Regions from separate parts of the Mus musculus genome. Here regions 1 and 3 are each linked to region 2. The links are chromatin contacts, called in public HiCAR-type and Micro-C maps. All regions are on one chromosome and are shown on one strand. The core of a region is the stretch at or near the end of the contact, and the rest is flanking DNA. Distances in the headings are between cores, read along the strand shown. Region 1 holds the start of Dcdc5 (doublecortin domain containing 5). Region 2 holds the start of Elp4 (elongator acetyltransferase complex subunit 4). Region 3 overlaps Elp4 (elongator acetyltransferase complex subunit 4).

The links. Hi-C and Micro-C count contacts between places; a contact is called where the count stands out from the background. HiCAR-type assays count read pairs that join an accessible place to other places.
Region 1: a Micro-C map of embryonic stem cells shows a contact between it and region 2, with 2.0 times the contacts expected there. The contact joins the promoter of Dcdc5 here to the promoter of Elp4 in region 2. A contact is called at or near these places in 1 of 39 promoter capture datasets (hippocampal neurons), 1 of 15 datasets of contacts at CTCF or cohesin (pro-B cells), 20 of 484 Hi-C or Micro-C datasets (the G1E-ER4 cell line, the HL-1 cell line, the HPC-7 cell line and 14 more), 1 of 115 datasets of contacts at active chromatin or transcription factors (astrocytes) and 2 of 9 other capture datasets (embryonic tail and pancreatic islet).
Region 3: a HiCAR-type map of astrocytes shows a contact between it and region 2, with 5 times the contacts expected there. The contact joins the enhancer-like site here to the promoter of Elp4 in region 2. A contact is called at or near these places in 7 of 39 promoter capture datasets (the 3T3-L1 cell line, 3T3-L1-derived adipocytes, the HPC-7 cell line and 3 more), 1 of 115 datasets of contacts at active chromatin or transcription factors (astrocytes) and 3 of 9 other capture datasets (adipose tissue, liver and pancreatic islet).

Annotation. Positions count from the first base shown.
Region 1 is chr2:106,079,653-106,084,156 of GRCm38.p6, forward strand. It overlaps Dcdc5 (doublecortin domain containing 5), which reads left to right and starts at 1,347. Exons shown (of 24, transcript NM_177844.2): 1 at 1,347-1,588.
Region 2 is chr2:105,902,484-105,907,061 of GRCm38.p6, forward strand. It overlaps Elp4 (elongator acetyltransferase complex subunit 4), which reads right to left and starts at 2,081. Exons shown (of 10, transcript NM_023876.4): 1 at 1,786-2,081. The coding sequence starts at 2,005. It overlaps Immp1l (IMP1 inner mitochondrial membrane peptidase-like (S. cerevisiae)), which reads left to right and starts at 2,155. Exons shown (of 7, transcript NM_028260.2): 1 at 2,155-2,247.
Region 3 is chr2:105,712,835-105,717,798 of GRCm38.p6, forward strand. The region is part of intron 9 of Elp4 (elongator acetyltransferase complex subunit 4); the gene reads right to left. Among named protein-coding and RNA genes, the nearest start is that of Pax6, 40 kb to the left of the region's middle. Within about 2 kb of position 2,732, at least 27 of the 459 cell types and tissues checked have an H3K27ac peak or open chromatin away from gene starts, as enhancers often do. A contact at or near this core is called in astrocytes, where this site is marked.

The sequences.
Region 1 (4,504 bases), core at 97-2,596, 180 kb after region 2:
AGAGAAAAGTAGTTTCTCTGTGTGTATAAAAGTGGGCTTGTTAGAATTTCAGGCGTTAGTTTCTCCAACTGGATGACAGAATTCTGCACAGATGTCGTCACATCACGCTTATGTTTTTGATTTTACTCATAGCAGTAGGAAATCTTAACCTCTTAATCTCCAACGTTTTTCTAAGCAGCGAACACACCAGACTTTAAGTTTGGCTTTGGTAGGGAGCTGGAGAACCAGGTGTCCTAAACTGCAAGTTTTCTTAGCTGAAAGTAAGATTTAGGAGAACACAGGTAGCAAAGGCCATTTGCATAGCTCAACCTCTCAGTAGCTCAGCTGTGCTTGATTGCAATTCCATTTCAGTGCTGGGCTTCTTTGCATAAAATATGCAACATATAACATAACCAAGGGCACAGACCTACGCCCTTAGCTTGTGATCTGCTTAATTCATTTTCCTTGCAGAAATATGTGTAAGAATAATATTGCTAGGATCTCTATCTATCTTGCATGTTTATCTTTGGGATCTACATACATTTAAGAAAAGACCATGTTAAATAAAAGTGATATGTATTCATTTTTTTTTCTGGGCCCCAAGATTTTGTTATTTATTTCTGGCTTTTCAGGGGAAAACTAAATTTCAGAAAACATTACCTAGCTGCCATGTCATTTGAGTATTTTACACTAGAAAGACTGTATCAGCTAAGCATGTGCAAAGTGTATAAACATATCTGTCAAGTCCACATGGATGTTACATGACAGGCCCACAAGTAAATATCCTTCCACAGCCCCTGCTGGGATAGCATTCCTGAATCCACCACTAGCTTAAATATTCTGGGGACTTGGGAACACAAAGGCATGAGAAAATCCTTGCTTAACATTCTCCTCTTTTCTATTTAAACAATCTTGTCACCCTGTGTCGTGGGTTGCTTTAACGAATACCAATGATGGGCCTGGGGTAGGAAGGCTTATTATAAAGGTGTGGATCATACTTTATAAATAATTTCCAGATGTGATATTTTGGGTACACGGACTCCTCTACAGGACGCAGGACACTGAAACATCATGGATCGTACAGTTTTTATCAGGACAATGCAAGTAGGTTTTCGGCAAGGCTGGTTCCAACTCATCTGTGATAAATGAGAAGATAAGGCAATCAGTGCACACCATGACACTCCATGCAGCTAGTTAGGCACACTTCAGAACTATTCAGGTGTGCTCACACAGCTTATGAGACTTGCATGGGGGGGGATGTCGCAATATAAATACATCCTTCCTGGTGGCCACTGGTAACGCAGGAATTGCCTCGCTAAGACTTAACCCAGGTCAGACATAAATAATAGATGTTAAGAGTTAGCTCTAGTCTCGAGGCTGCATTCCAGACAGCGTATCTCAGTTGGGTCAAAGGAATCCTTCCCCCTTTTCTCTCCAGTAGTTTCTCTGCTTGAAAAATGCCTGCAAAATTCCATCAGTCCTTTGAGGGGACCACTTTGGGTCTCTAAGGGAGAAGGTTTCAGACCCTTGGGGGCTAAGATGCACGGGCAAGGAGTTCTTGGGGCCTTGTATCAACGGTTAAAGTCTGCAAAAATATTATTACAAGCAGGTAAGCCATCCCTTTTTAAAAAGTACTGTATTATATATATTTTTTCAGATGTATTTGGTTCTATAGACGCAATGATTGGCATTGTGTCATAAAAGAACCGTGACATGTTTTGTGAGCTCAGCGCCTCTAAGGGAGCCAAAAATGCTCTGGAATCTCAAAGGCAGCAAGAAAGGGGCTGATTGTGTCTGTCTTTTGGTATGGAGTGTCATCTGCCTCATCTTTCCTCACTGCTCACTCTGCAGAGGAAAAGCAGATCCTTACATGGTTATTCCAGAGTCAGTAACACCAACGAAGGAAATGAATTCATCTGCACTCCTCTGAAGGCTGAGACTCCTCATTTTTCCTCTGGTGTAAACTCACCTCACTATTGTAGAAATGGGTCTAAAAGCAAATCAGATTCTACAGAAATGAATCGTGAACTAACTTCTCCTCAAGAGAACTTAATTCCATTATACTTATTTAACTTGTGTATTTCAGGATCCAGAGTATAGTTGAATTAATGTATTTGACTAAATTAAATTAGATTTTACCTTTTAATCTCTGTGCATTTATTCTATAGTTGTATGTTTATTTATACACACACACATGTATGTGTGAAGGTAAAGACATATGGTTTTGTAATTAGTTTTGGGACATTTGATTGACTTAAAAAAGGATTTATATTGTAACCAGAATGTTGCAGTTTGGATAATTACAAAAAAAAAAGGTTGTACCATTAAAAAAAAAATCTTCCAACATAACACTTAAGAGAAGCCAACCTTTGTGTTAAATAAGGGTGGGGTTTACATTGTAAACTTGGAGGTTCCATTTTAGAATTTGGCTCATTATCTCAGGCCACCGGCCGCTGATAAATGAATATTTTGAAAGCGTCTCACTATTCACTGCACACAGAAAACTGGAGGGAGCTGGGCTCCAGATGACAGGCTCGGTGTTCACACAGCACCTCCTGCTGTCCACTCGGAGAACTGCAACACACGATGGGCAGAAGAAAGTTCATCAAAGCTCTTGGAACTTCCAGGGACGTCTCAGACTTTATTTTTAGGGAAAGTGTACTTAGTTTCTTTTAATGAGATATAGTGATTCAGAGAGGATTAATAACTACTATAGACAATTTGATTAAAAATCCAGACTGTTCCAATGTTCTACTAGGCCAGCATATACAAAAACCAGTATAAGAAAATTTTTGTTCTTTTAATTGTTTAATATTTAAATATTAATGTTCAATATATAATGATTTTATAAAATAAATGATGCCTTTCTGAATTAAATTTATTTGTAGTTGTGTTTCACTAAGTGAAGGGTTTTAAGTTATTTTCAATGTTAAAAAATAGCATATGGCTTTTATTGTAATTTCAAGAAAAGCACTGTTTAAATAAAATCTGGAGATAAGCACTTTCTAAGTTTTATTAAAAGTGAGGGTTGGTGAGACAGAAGACATCCGGACAATAAGGGCCAACGCCTCTTATTTCTGCCACTCTAAACAAATGCTAAACTCAGGAGTTCAGTTCACTGTGGCAAAAATGCCTTGAGGATTGCTGCTTTAATTTAAAGAGGTCATTACTCAAAATGCTGTCAAGTATAATTTATTAAATCTTAGATGTAAATATGAGCAAAACTTTACATTTTTAGTTAGTTGCAGATTGTTCGTTTAACTACTCTATAAGCATTTCAATATTATGCTAAGTTTAAGAATCCTTAAACGTCTCGTTTCTCTGCTACTTTCTCTACCTCTATGCCTTACTGCATTGTAACAATGTTAAGCTTCATCATGCTATAGGTAAGCTGAAGTACAGGGATGAAAGCAAGGAGGAATGCCATAAGTTTGCAAAAAATTCTATTTTCTTTAGTCACGCATGTTTAATTATATGCACTTGGGTCCTCTTTCCATGGCTTCGATGTTTTTAAAACTCACTGCAGTGGCACTGTTACAATGCCACCTCTGGCCATTGGCAAGCCTGGCCACATCTTTATCTTATGAGTGTCCCCCTCGGCATTAATGAGCATTCATTGAGCTGCACTACTTCACTCGGCCTTCCAGAAAGCTGGTTCTGTTTAGTTTTCTGTCTCACCCTGTTCAGGAATCACCAGACAGGTGAAACGTGGACGAGGGGCGGCTCTTGTTTTGTTAACAATTCTTAAGATTATAAAATTGTAGGACCGGATCACTTTGACATCAGTTCCGTTTAGTCTACTTTTGACATCCCATAGGAAAACCATATTGTTTTGTTGTCTGTTAAACTATAATGGGTTTAAAAATTCTAGAAGCCCAAAGGAAGGTCTCTTAAACAAATCGTTACATTGCAACTTTAAAGGAAAAGTCAGGGCTACTGGTTTTGTATTTATGACCCTAGTAATTTTTTTTTTTTCATTTTAAATTTTAGCTTGGCTATTACAGCCTGGGGCTGAATTAAGCACATTACTTTACAGTGATCTTAAATATATACTGCTTCGTGAGTGTTCAAATGAGATATTATATTTAGGACAGCTTAAAGTCGCTTAGCCTTACATTTATCACGTGTATTTTGTCAAGAGTGGAAACATCTTGGAAATTGCTGAGAGCTAAGCAGAAATCTGTTTAATTGGTAATCTTTGGAACAGCATAACCACTTTTCTATGAAATGTAGTTAACACTTTCATGAGGGCCAGCTCCAGCTCATTAGCATTCTTGTTATGTACTGGTGCTGTTGGTGGGGGTGTTAGAGTAGGAATGCCATTGTGTCGAGTTCCAGTGTTTGGGGACAAACACTGCTGTGGAAGGAACGTGTGAAAAGGCCACAGTCCTGTCAGTGAATGAGCAAGGCTGTGCTTTCTGTGTGCTTCAAGCAGGGAAGCTGTCATTCATGGCTAACACAGCCAAACAGAGGCCAAAACACAAGGCTGCAGTACCTCTTAAAATGATATTAGTGATTTTTAAAC
Region 2 (4,578 bases), core at 831-3,330:
CAACTGAGTGGGTTTGAAACAATTATGTCAAACTACTTTAAATTTATGTAGAAAACAATCAAGGTACATTTAGGACAAGAAATCATAGAATCAAGAAACCATGCTGTTCCTGATGCGCTCCCTGTCTTGTGACTTTCCTTTTTGCTAAACTTACTTGAAAAGCCTGGAGCAGAACCCAGAGAAAATGTCAAGTGAAGAACAAGAATAAGCAATGGTAAATGCAATATATTATACAAATGCACCAAGTTTAAAGGAAATATAATAAACACTATAAAAAAGGGTTACAAAATGTAAACACACGTTTCCATGAAGCAGCAGTCAGACAGAAATGCAGCCTGTCCTACTAACTTAACTAATCAATCCTTTCAACAAATCAGTTCTATGAAACAAGTATATTCTTCAGTAGGCTTTGCATTAAAGATTCCAGAGATGCTGGGCGGTGATGGCGCACGCCTTTAATCCCAGCACTTGGGAGGCAGAGGCAGGTGGATTTCTGAGTTCGAGGCCAGCCTGGTCTACAAAGTGAGTTCCAGGACAGCCAGGGCTACATAGAGAAACCCTGTCTCGACCCCCCCCCCCAAAAAAAAAAACCAAACCAAACCAAACAACCAACCAAACAAACAAAAAAAACCCAAAAAATTCCAGAGATGATAAGAACATATTTAAGAAACTCGGGTGGCAGGGGTCCATCCCATAATCAGCCACCAAAACCAGACACTATTGCATATGCCAGCAAGATTTTGCTGAAAGGACCCTAATATAGTTGTCTCCTCTGAGGTTATGCCAGTGCCTGGCAAATACAGAAGTGGATACTCACAGTCATCAATTGGATGGAACACAGGGCCCCCAATGGAGGAGCTAGAGAAAGTACCCAAGGAGCTGAAGGGGTCTGCAACCCTATAGGTGGAACAGCAATATGAACTAATCAGTACCCTGAGAGCTCGTGTCTCTAGCTGCATATGTAGCAGAAGATGGCCTAGTCGGCCATCACTGGAAAGAGAGGCCCATTGGACTTGCAAACTTTATATGCCCCAGTACAGGGGAATGCCAGGGCCATGAAGTGGGAGTGGGTGGGTAGGAGGGCAGGGCGGGGATAAGGGCATAGGGGACTTTTGGGATAGCATTTGAAATGTAAATGAAGAAAATATCTAATAAAAAAAATTAAAAAAAAAAAAAAGAAACTCGGGTGGGGTGTAGAACTATCTGAATACCAAGGACTGTCATTTCTTTGAGTCAACAGGCATCTTTAACATCCACTCTTTAGAACCATACCGCTCTACTATTTAAGATGAGTAGCCAGGCTGTGGGAAAGAGGGCAATACTTTCAACTTTTTCTAAAGGAACCCTTCTTTAAAACTCTAAAAAGTTTTGTGGGTTAGTCCCAGCTTTAAGCTACCCGGGGTTGGAAGGAAGGAGTCCTAAGACACCAGCAGAGGATCCTACAAGCCAATTCCTTTCCATATGTGTTTCTTTTTCAGTAGTAATCATTTTAGGGTAATGGCATGTAGGGAGTCCATGGTCATCTAGAAATGAGGTGCTGAACAGAGAAGAGTAAGGAGTCTGGGTCTTAAGGCGGGCTTAGTGCACACCTCTTGACATCTCCATGCAAGTTTCCTCCCAGTCTTCCTCTGTCAGGGCAGGTCATCCTAACCATGCTTATGAAGAAGAGAGGGAAAAAGGAAATGGGTGCGTGGGGCCGGGCCAAGCACAGGGGTGATGGGCTGCCCAGGAGTCCCTCCCCCAAGTTTCTCCTGGAACGCGCCCACATATTTATTCTGAACCGACCTAAGAGCTGGTCCAGGGCTGGGAGCCCGGTTGACACCAGCAGTTGTCCATTCCGCACCGACGGTCGCGTGCCAGCAATGGACAGCAGCCGAGGGCCCCCTCCGGGGCCCCCAGAGGCCTTGCCCTTCCTCTGGAAACTAGAGGTGCCGCCCTGACCCGCCTCGGACGCCACAGACCGGGAGCTGAGGGTACCCGCGCCGCAAGTGTCTGCCGCCGCCATCTTGAAGCTCCTACGATGACCCAATCGGAACTCTGGGAACTGGAGCGGGGGGCCTGTCAGAGCTAGCCCCAAAGTCCCGCCTACACGCCATTGGCAGCCAATAGAACTGAGATTTCCTTGCAGGTCAACCAATCGCAAGGCCTATTGCTGAAAAGTGCGGTGCGTAAAGCTGGAGGGGTGTACGCGGCCCTGGTCCGTCTGAGTCCTGGCCGAGGAACTTCTGTTGGTGTTTGGGGCCGCAGGTGGGTACCGTCCTTCGGCATTCTTGATTTGCGAGTGCCTACGTTCACGAGTTAAAAGGAAAGGAAAGAGAAGCGATTCGCCCCCAGGGCTTCTAAAGCCACTGCGAGTTGGCGCTCTCCCCTGCTGTTTAGCAGAGAGACGCCTCTTTTTGCCTCTCTCACCTCTTGGGTCTCTAAGGAAAGTTATTCCCCATCCCTACCACCCCCACCACTACCTCTCCTCGAAACCTTGATTTCCCGAATGGTTGAGCTGTCTGGACAGGAGTAACTGTGACTTCAGTGGCTGGTGAGCTCTTGGGCTTAAGGCAGTGAGAACCCAGGGTTAGGTGGGTTGGGTTAAGGTAGACTTTACTTAGAAACTTCCGTTTATGAACTTCGAGACCATTGGGCTTTCTTCCCCCACTCTCACAGACTATACCTTTCTGACAAGTCCCCGTGAGCAGCTTTTCTTAATTTTAATTAGTGTTTCTGGAAATCTCGGAGGGTCTTTCCTAAGCAGTGTGAATGGCAAGTGTTACTCTGACAACCTTGTTCACACATTTAATTGTCACTTCTCCAAAGCAGCTGCAAATAACGGAAACTACTTGAAGTTTCTCTCCCCTAAATCTGAGTGGAATTAGATGTATTTGTACCTTATTTTTCTAGTAATTTGAATCTGAATGGAGAGGGTTCCTACTACACTATGAGTTTTATTTGTGGTAGAAAAAAAACCATGTAATTCAGACCTGATTTTTTTTTTCATATGTGAACTGGAGGAGGAATTGGTTAAGTGATTTCTAGAAGACATCCAAGATAAGCAATGTTTGAACGGAAAAAGAGACCTAAGTCAATACTTGTGTCACTTAATTACTGCTGACAGTGATGGGTGATACATGATATATGGATTGATTGATTGATTCATTCATTCATTCATTCATTTATTTTGAGACAGGATCTCTCTATGTAGCCCTGTTGGTATATAACTCACAGAAGTCTGCCTGCCTTTGCCTGAGACTTACAGGTGAATGCCACCACAACACCTTTACTTACGGTTTTTTCTTTCCATTCCCTCTTTCCCTTCCTCCTTCCCACCCTTTCTTTTTTCCTGCATCATATTTGGGCTTGGGCAGGAGACTATAATCCCAAACAGTTGGAAAAGGAGAATCAGATATTCAGAGTTAGCATCAGCAAAACAAATAATAATTAAAAAAACTTCAAACAAATATAAGAGAATCATATGGGGGGGCAACAAAGTTTGTGGTTTAGCAGCACATCAACCAGAGAGATTTGATAAAGGTTGCTTGTTTTCATTTCAGATATGTCACACTGGTGACAGTAGGTACAGCACATGCCTTTATATTTTTAAGGCACTCAGATAACTGCTAAGCACTTGCTTTCTGCTTAAACCCAGTCTTGTAATTTTTATACAATCTTATAATTTTATTAAAATGGTGGATTCCTTCTCTAATAGCAAATAAAGAATTCCTATCCTAGTTCCCAGTCTTTGTAGTTTAGATGTCAAACTCCTTTTAGGCAGATAATATACTTTGTTTCTTTTGATTATCCTTTATTATTCTCCATAAAAACCCAACACCAGTTAGAGTCACAGTAGGAAATATGACAATTACTGTATATTTGTGTTTGGTCTTAAGTGGATAGCTCTGAGACCAAATAGTAAGTAATTTAGGTTTGGCAGACAATAAAATCTCTTGAATCTTCTCATCTCTTCCATGAGTAAACCATGAGACTGGCATTAATGGTTGAGCACAGCTTTGCTAGAAGCTGAAATTTAATTTCAAATACTTTTTATATGTTACATCATGGTCTTCCTTTTCCTTTGAGCCATTTAAAAGTGCCAGTTATGTGGCACTTCTTTGTGTTGCCCCACAGAAGTAAGTGGCAGCTGGAGGGTTACACAGCTGTCAGCCTGTGTGGTGGACTCTTCTATCTTTCTCTGTTCTATATACTTTATATTCTAAAACCCTTCAAGGTCTTAGTATGGTCATGCTCCTCACTGTCTCCAGTGTTTATTTATATTAGTTTAAAAAATACTATTGTTTGAGAGCAATTTTTGAAGAAATATTACTAAAGTTGTCCTTTTGAAGCAGACTCTGCTGTAGGCATGATCCTGGGGAGAGAAGACCACACAGTCTCTTTTAAGGCTACACCCCACATCCTATTGCCAAAATCTACAAGAACTTCCTAGGACTGCCATGACGAACTGACATAAACTTGGCTGTTTGCAGAAAATGTACTTTTTCAGAACATCAGAGGTACAAACTATCATCAGGATGACCTGAGTCCCACCCCTACGACCCACGTGGTAGGAGAGAACCAATGTGAACAAGCTGT
Region 3 (4,964 bases), core at 1,482-3,981, 190 kb before region 2:
TGCAGAGAAACCCTAGAGCTACATGCAGACAAGCACTTTGGTTGGGATAATTTATACAAGGAACTTAGGGGAAGCAAATGGCCTGGGAACCTTCTATGGCAGTAGGTTCCTAATGCTGCAACTCTTTGGTACAGTTCCTCATGTTGTGGTGACCCCACAACCTTAAACTTACTTTTGTTGCTGCTTCATAACCGTAACTTTGCTATGGTTATGAAAGTAAATACCTATGTTTTTCTGGTGGACTCAGGCAACCTCTATGGAAGGGTAGTTCTACCCCAAAGGGGTCATGACACAGAGGTGGAAAAACATTGCTCTAAGGCCTTGAGAGAATTGTATTGTCAAAGAAACCACAAACCTGGTCAGAAGCCTAGAGTTCAACCTCCAAAGCCCCACTGGTCCTCAAACTTCAAAGGGCATATCTTTCAACAGCAACTTCATGTAACCATATTTGATAATGGCCACAGGAGTGACTTCTTAAAGGGAAAGGGAATAATAGATGAGAAAGAACCCTTCCCTCTATCTCTCTGTTCTTTTCAGGGTCTTATGTATCCCAGGTGAGGTCTAAGCTTGGTATGTAGCAGAGGATGACCTTGAACTTGTGGTCCTCCTGCTTTTCTCTCCTGAACATTGGTATTACAGTATTTCCCACCATAACCACTTCAAAAAAACAAAAAACATAAAACAAAAACCCCCCAAAACCCCAACTAGATTCTGAAGGATTGAACCCAGAGCTTTTACACACTAAGGCTTTGTACTAGCCTAGCAATATCCTAAGACTCAAGGAATATTTTTCTACAAACTGCCAAAGAATAGAATTTTTGAATTTTTTTAGCTGGAGGGATTGTTTACCTATCCCCGATAAGGGAATAGGATATTCATGGAAGAATATGAGCATGATCTTGGGTTCCAAAGGACTGTTATATTTGCTAGAGACTGATAATTGCCTGCCAACATCTATTCTCCCTTTTCCTTTAGTACAGAGATCTTGAATACCAGGTCATTAGGACTAACAGCTTCATTTTCCAGGCTTCCCTTGCAGCTAGTTTATGGACCATGTAACCAAATTCAAGACAATGAGAGAGCAGGAGTGATGTCACAACCTTAAAACACTGTAAAGAACTGAACTCTGACAGTCTGACTTCAGTATCCATACTTTTATTCTCTATGTGTCAGACTATCTAAACATTAGAGACATCGAGCAAAATAGGCATAATCTCTGTTTTCATGGAACTCACCCCAGAAGTCTAGGGGAGGTGTATAGTTCTACAGTCAAAGAATGAAAGCATAAAAGAACAGGAAATGTGGGGCATGTGGACATAGAGGGGTGTTCGAAAGGAAATGAAGCATTATGACACGGTCCTGGCTGCAGGTACCACTTTAATTGGTTAAGACCTTCCTCAAGAGCACATTTGTGCTAAGATCTTAATTTCGAGAAGGGGGTTAAGACCCAGGTGATGAGAATAAAGTTGAAAAGTTGTGAGGCAGGATTAAGCTTGGCATGTTTGAAGGGGACAAAGATCCCAGCTTTTCTGTAGTGTTAGACAAGTGAGCAAATGGTTATTTAGCGTGGCTTGCGGGAGGTGGCAGACCTGGTAGGGCTTGTAAATGATGAGAATTGATTTGGGTTTAATTCTAAAGGGCAAGGGCTATTACAGAAGTGATAGAAACATTTTTCTATGGCTATTGATTATTTTCTTACTAAGTCATATGTAGAAATTTTCAATAATGGAAAACAACAGTTACTGTTTTAAGCATTTGTATTTTATGAAAGACGTTTTTAGAAAATGTAGGAAGGTTTTGTTTTGATTCAGAAGAAACACTCCAGCAACTTTCCAGGGAAAGTGATGCAAGTGTCTTTCCCTGCCCCCACCCCTTCCTCAATTATCAGGCACTGGACACACAGGGCAGAGAGAGTGTACAGATTCCCAGGGTGTGCAGGGACACAGGGAGAAGAACTGCAGAGCCTGTGCCACTATCACAGGCAAAGGAAGAAAGCAGGGGATCATGATTGCCACTATGACAAGTATCCAAGGGTACTTTAACCAGGACGTCCCTTTTCTGGTTGAGATGAATGAGAAAAAAAAATTTAGGAGTAGTATTTTAGGGACTACCCATCAAGGTATCTTAAGGATAGTAAGATGGCTTAAGGGGAAAAACTTCTGAGTGCTAAACTTAAAGAATTATTTTAGAAATAACTCAATCTGTTAATCACACGAGAATACCTTTGCATCCCATTTCTTTCTTCCTATATAGCTTATGATATGGATGCTGCACCAGTGGTAGCAAAGGCAATTTGTCACTACAATTCAAAGTAGTGCTTGTTCCTTGTCATAATCTGAAACTGTACTCAGTGAACTGCTAATGCATAAAATAAGTGTTTGTATCCAGATCCATTCTGAAATATTAGGAGTTTTTAGGTGCAGCAGACCCATGATACAATTCAGGGGCTGGCAAAGGCAAGACTAACTGACCCTTAGCTATGGACTAGACTCCTAAGGTATGAAAAGGCAGAAACTAGACGTTTGCAATCAGATAGCTTTACAGATAGCTTAGGGAAGCATGTCACTGCGAGCCCACTAGCTAACTTCCAGAGCTGGCAACTCTGGAGGAGAACTCAGCCCAGAAATGTGGCAAGCATACATTTTTATACCCTGGACAGCATACCCAGGAACATGCGTTGGTCTCCTTTTGGCTGCAAGCAAATGACTCCCGAGAGCATAATGGCCAGAGTGTTTCTCTGTATAATGCCTGTAGTGTATGCCGAGCACCATTCTCCAAGGCCCCGAGATGGTGGATGAAGTGCTCAGTGGCAGTGGCGACGTAAAACACCCTGACAGCTCTAAATCTCCCAACTACTCTCCAGTTACTTTGAGATCCCCATATTTAAGGGTCTGCTGGTTCCTGGGTATGAAGAAAGAATTTTTAATGGGGCCAAATGTAGGTATTTACAAGGGGGAATTGTGGGTTTTTTTTTTTTTATTTTTTTATTAGGAGCTGCCTTATGTTCAAGAGTTGTATTTACTTTGTCAAGCTGGCCAGAATTAGAAAATCCCCATTGCTAGGCAGCCTAGAGTGCACATGAAGTATTTCTGGGCATTCAGAACTGAAGCATGTGCTGCCCAAAGGCAGGTTTCATTACAGTGTGTTATTTAGTTCTCTTTCGTCTCTCCCTACTCCCACACCCCGACACAGGAGCACTTCTGTAACAGGGAATCTTGGTTACTTTATGCTGTAACATATTTACATGATTGAAACTCAACAATCAACACATCTGTGAAGCCTGAGGGACAGGCACACTTTAATGGTTTCTTGAAGCAAGCTGATTTCCTGGAGCTCTTAATCTTTATTCTGTCCTGCATGCATGAACAAGCTCTCTTCTACTGTAGGTATTTGACACAGTCTACCTGGTATGAATGTGAATGAAAAGAAAATAACAGAAAATTAATTTTATGTTTTATCTTTGCCAAACCATTCCTGATTTTTTCACCAGTTCAATGTGCATTGCAGACTGGGCTGTTATTTCTGTCACATTGTGTTAGATTTCATACAAATGTAGCTAGGTAGTAGTAGGTTTTTGGTTTGACAAGATGAAATGTGGCTTGCTGTATATTGATTGGACAAAAACAGGCCACAATGAACGGAGAGTATCTATTACAGCAAGGGTTTCCTTACTTTTCTTGGGCAGACAAGTCACACCCTTTCAGGTGGTGAGCACTTCAACTCAACTAACAGCCAGGTGATGCTAGGGGTGCTGTCTGATTCATGCTGTTGTATGCATTCTGAGTATTACACGTGTATTGCCATGGTCTCAGTAAAATTTAGAAAAGAACTGATATGAAGCCCTCTGAAGTGAGAACTTCCACTTCCTATTTGAGTTCAGAAAGCTTGCTAATCCTGGAAACCCCAACTGAACTTGTATAAATGGATCTGGTCTCACATCTGCCGTTTACATGAACTCCCTCCTATAGCCAGCCTTCCTTCTCTCTCAGTTTGGAGTGGAGATTGAGAACACACTGGGTGGGCAGAGAGAGTCAGCACCTTCTCCACATGCCTTGGGGCAGTGATGTGGCAGCTGAAGACTCAGCACTCTGACTAAGGGACACAGACACAGAGAGGGACACAGCTCCAAAGAGGAACTCTTTGCTGAGATGACTTCACATGTAAGAGCATGCAATGTGCAAGTCAGTCTCAGATTGAAAGGCTCTCCATAAATAATATAAAATAAAGGAAACACAGCAAGTAAAAAGGAACACCATGAAAAACACACAAAAGAACAAAATATCTGTGAGAATACAGATACATGATTGGCTGGCTACTTTTCCGTTTTTCTTTTAATTTGTTTGGCTTAATCAAAATGCATGCTTCTATAGAAATGCTAACAGGAGCTAGGGTTACTGTCCACATGGGTAATTTACAAGTAAGTTCTCATAGAGATGATTTTCTGTTCTTTAAAAACTCATTTGCTTTTACATGTGGAGGATTTTTACCCCCTACTACTTAACTTTACCATTGAGCTAAATCTGTTTACAAGGGCTCTGAAAGAGCCTCAAAATGTAGATCTGACTTGCTACACCACTTGGCTAAATCCTGTCTCAGGTTTCCACCTCAGCAAGAAGAGGCACTCTGGTCAAGTGGGAGCTCTGCACTTCCTCGGCATCGCTTGTCTCCAGGAAGGCTGAGGCCTTTTGCTATTTGTGACATTACACTCTAAAACTGCAAAGGGAAGGGAGGGGGTTTGTAACTGTTCCTTAAGATTAGAGTCTAAGCTTTAAAGATTTAAATAAAAAGTTGTACACTTTTATTCTATAAACATAATTATTAGTATTATAAAAATTCTTGGTATAGTCAAAGCAAAGGAAAAAATTATTTGAGGGGAGGAAATGATCAAATAGTTTCTAAAGCTTTACACTGACAAATTTTAAACAAATGATAAAAAATAAAACTGTATCAAGTATTAGCATTTT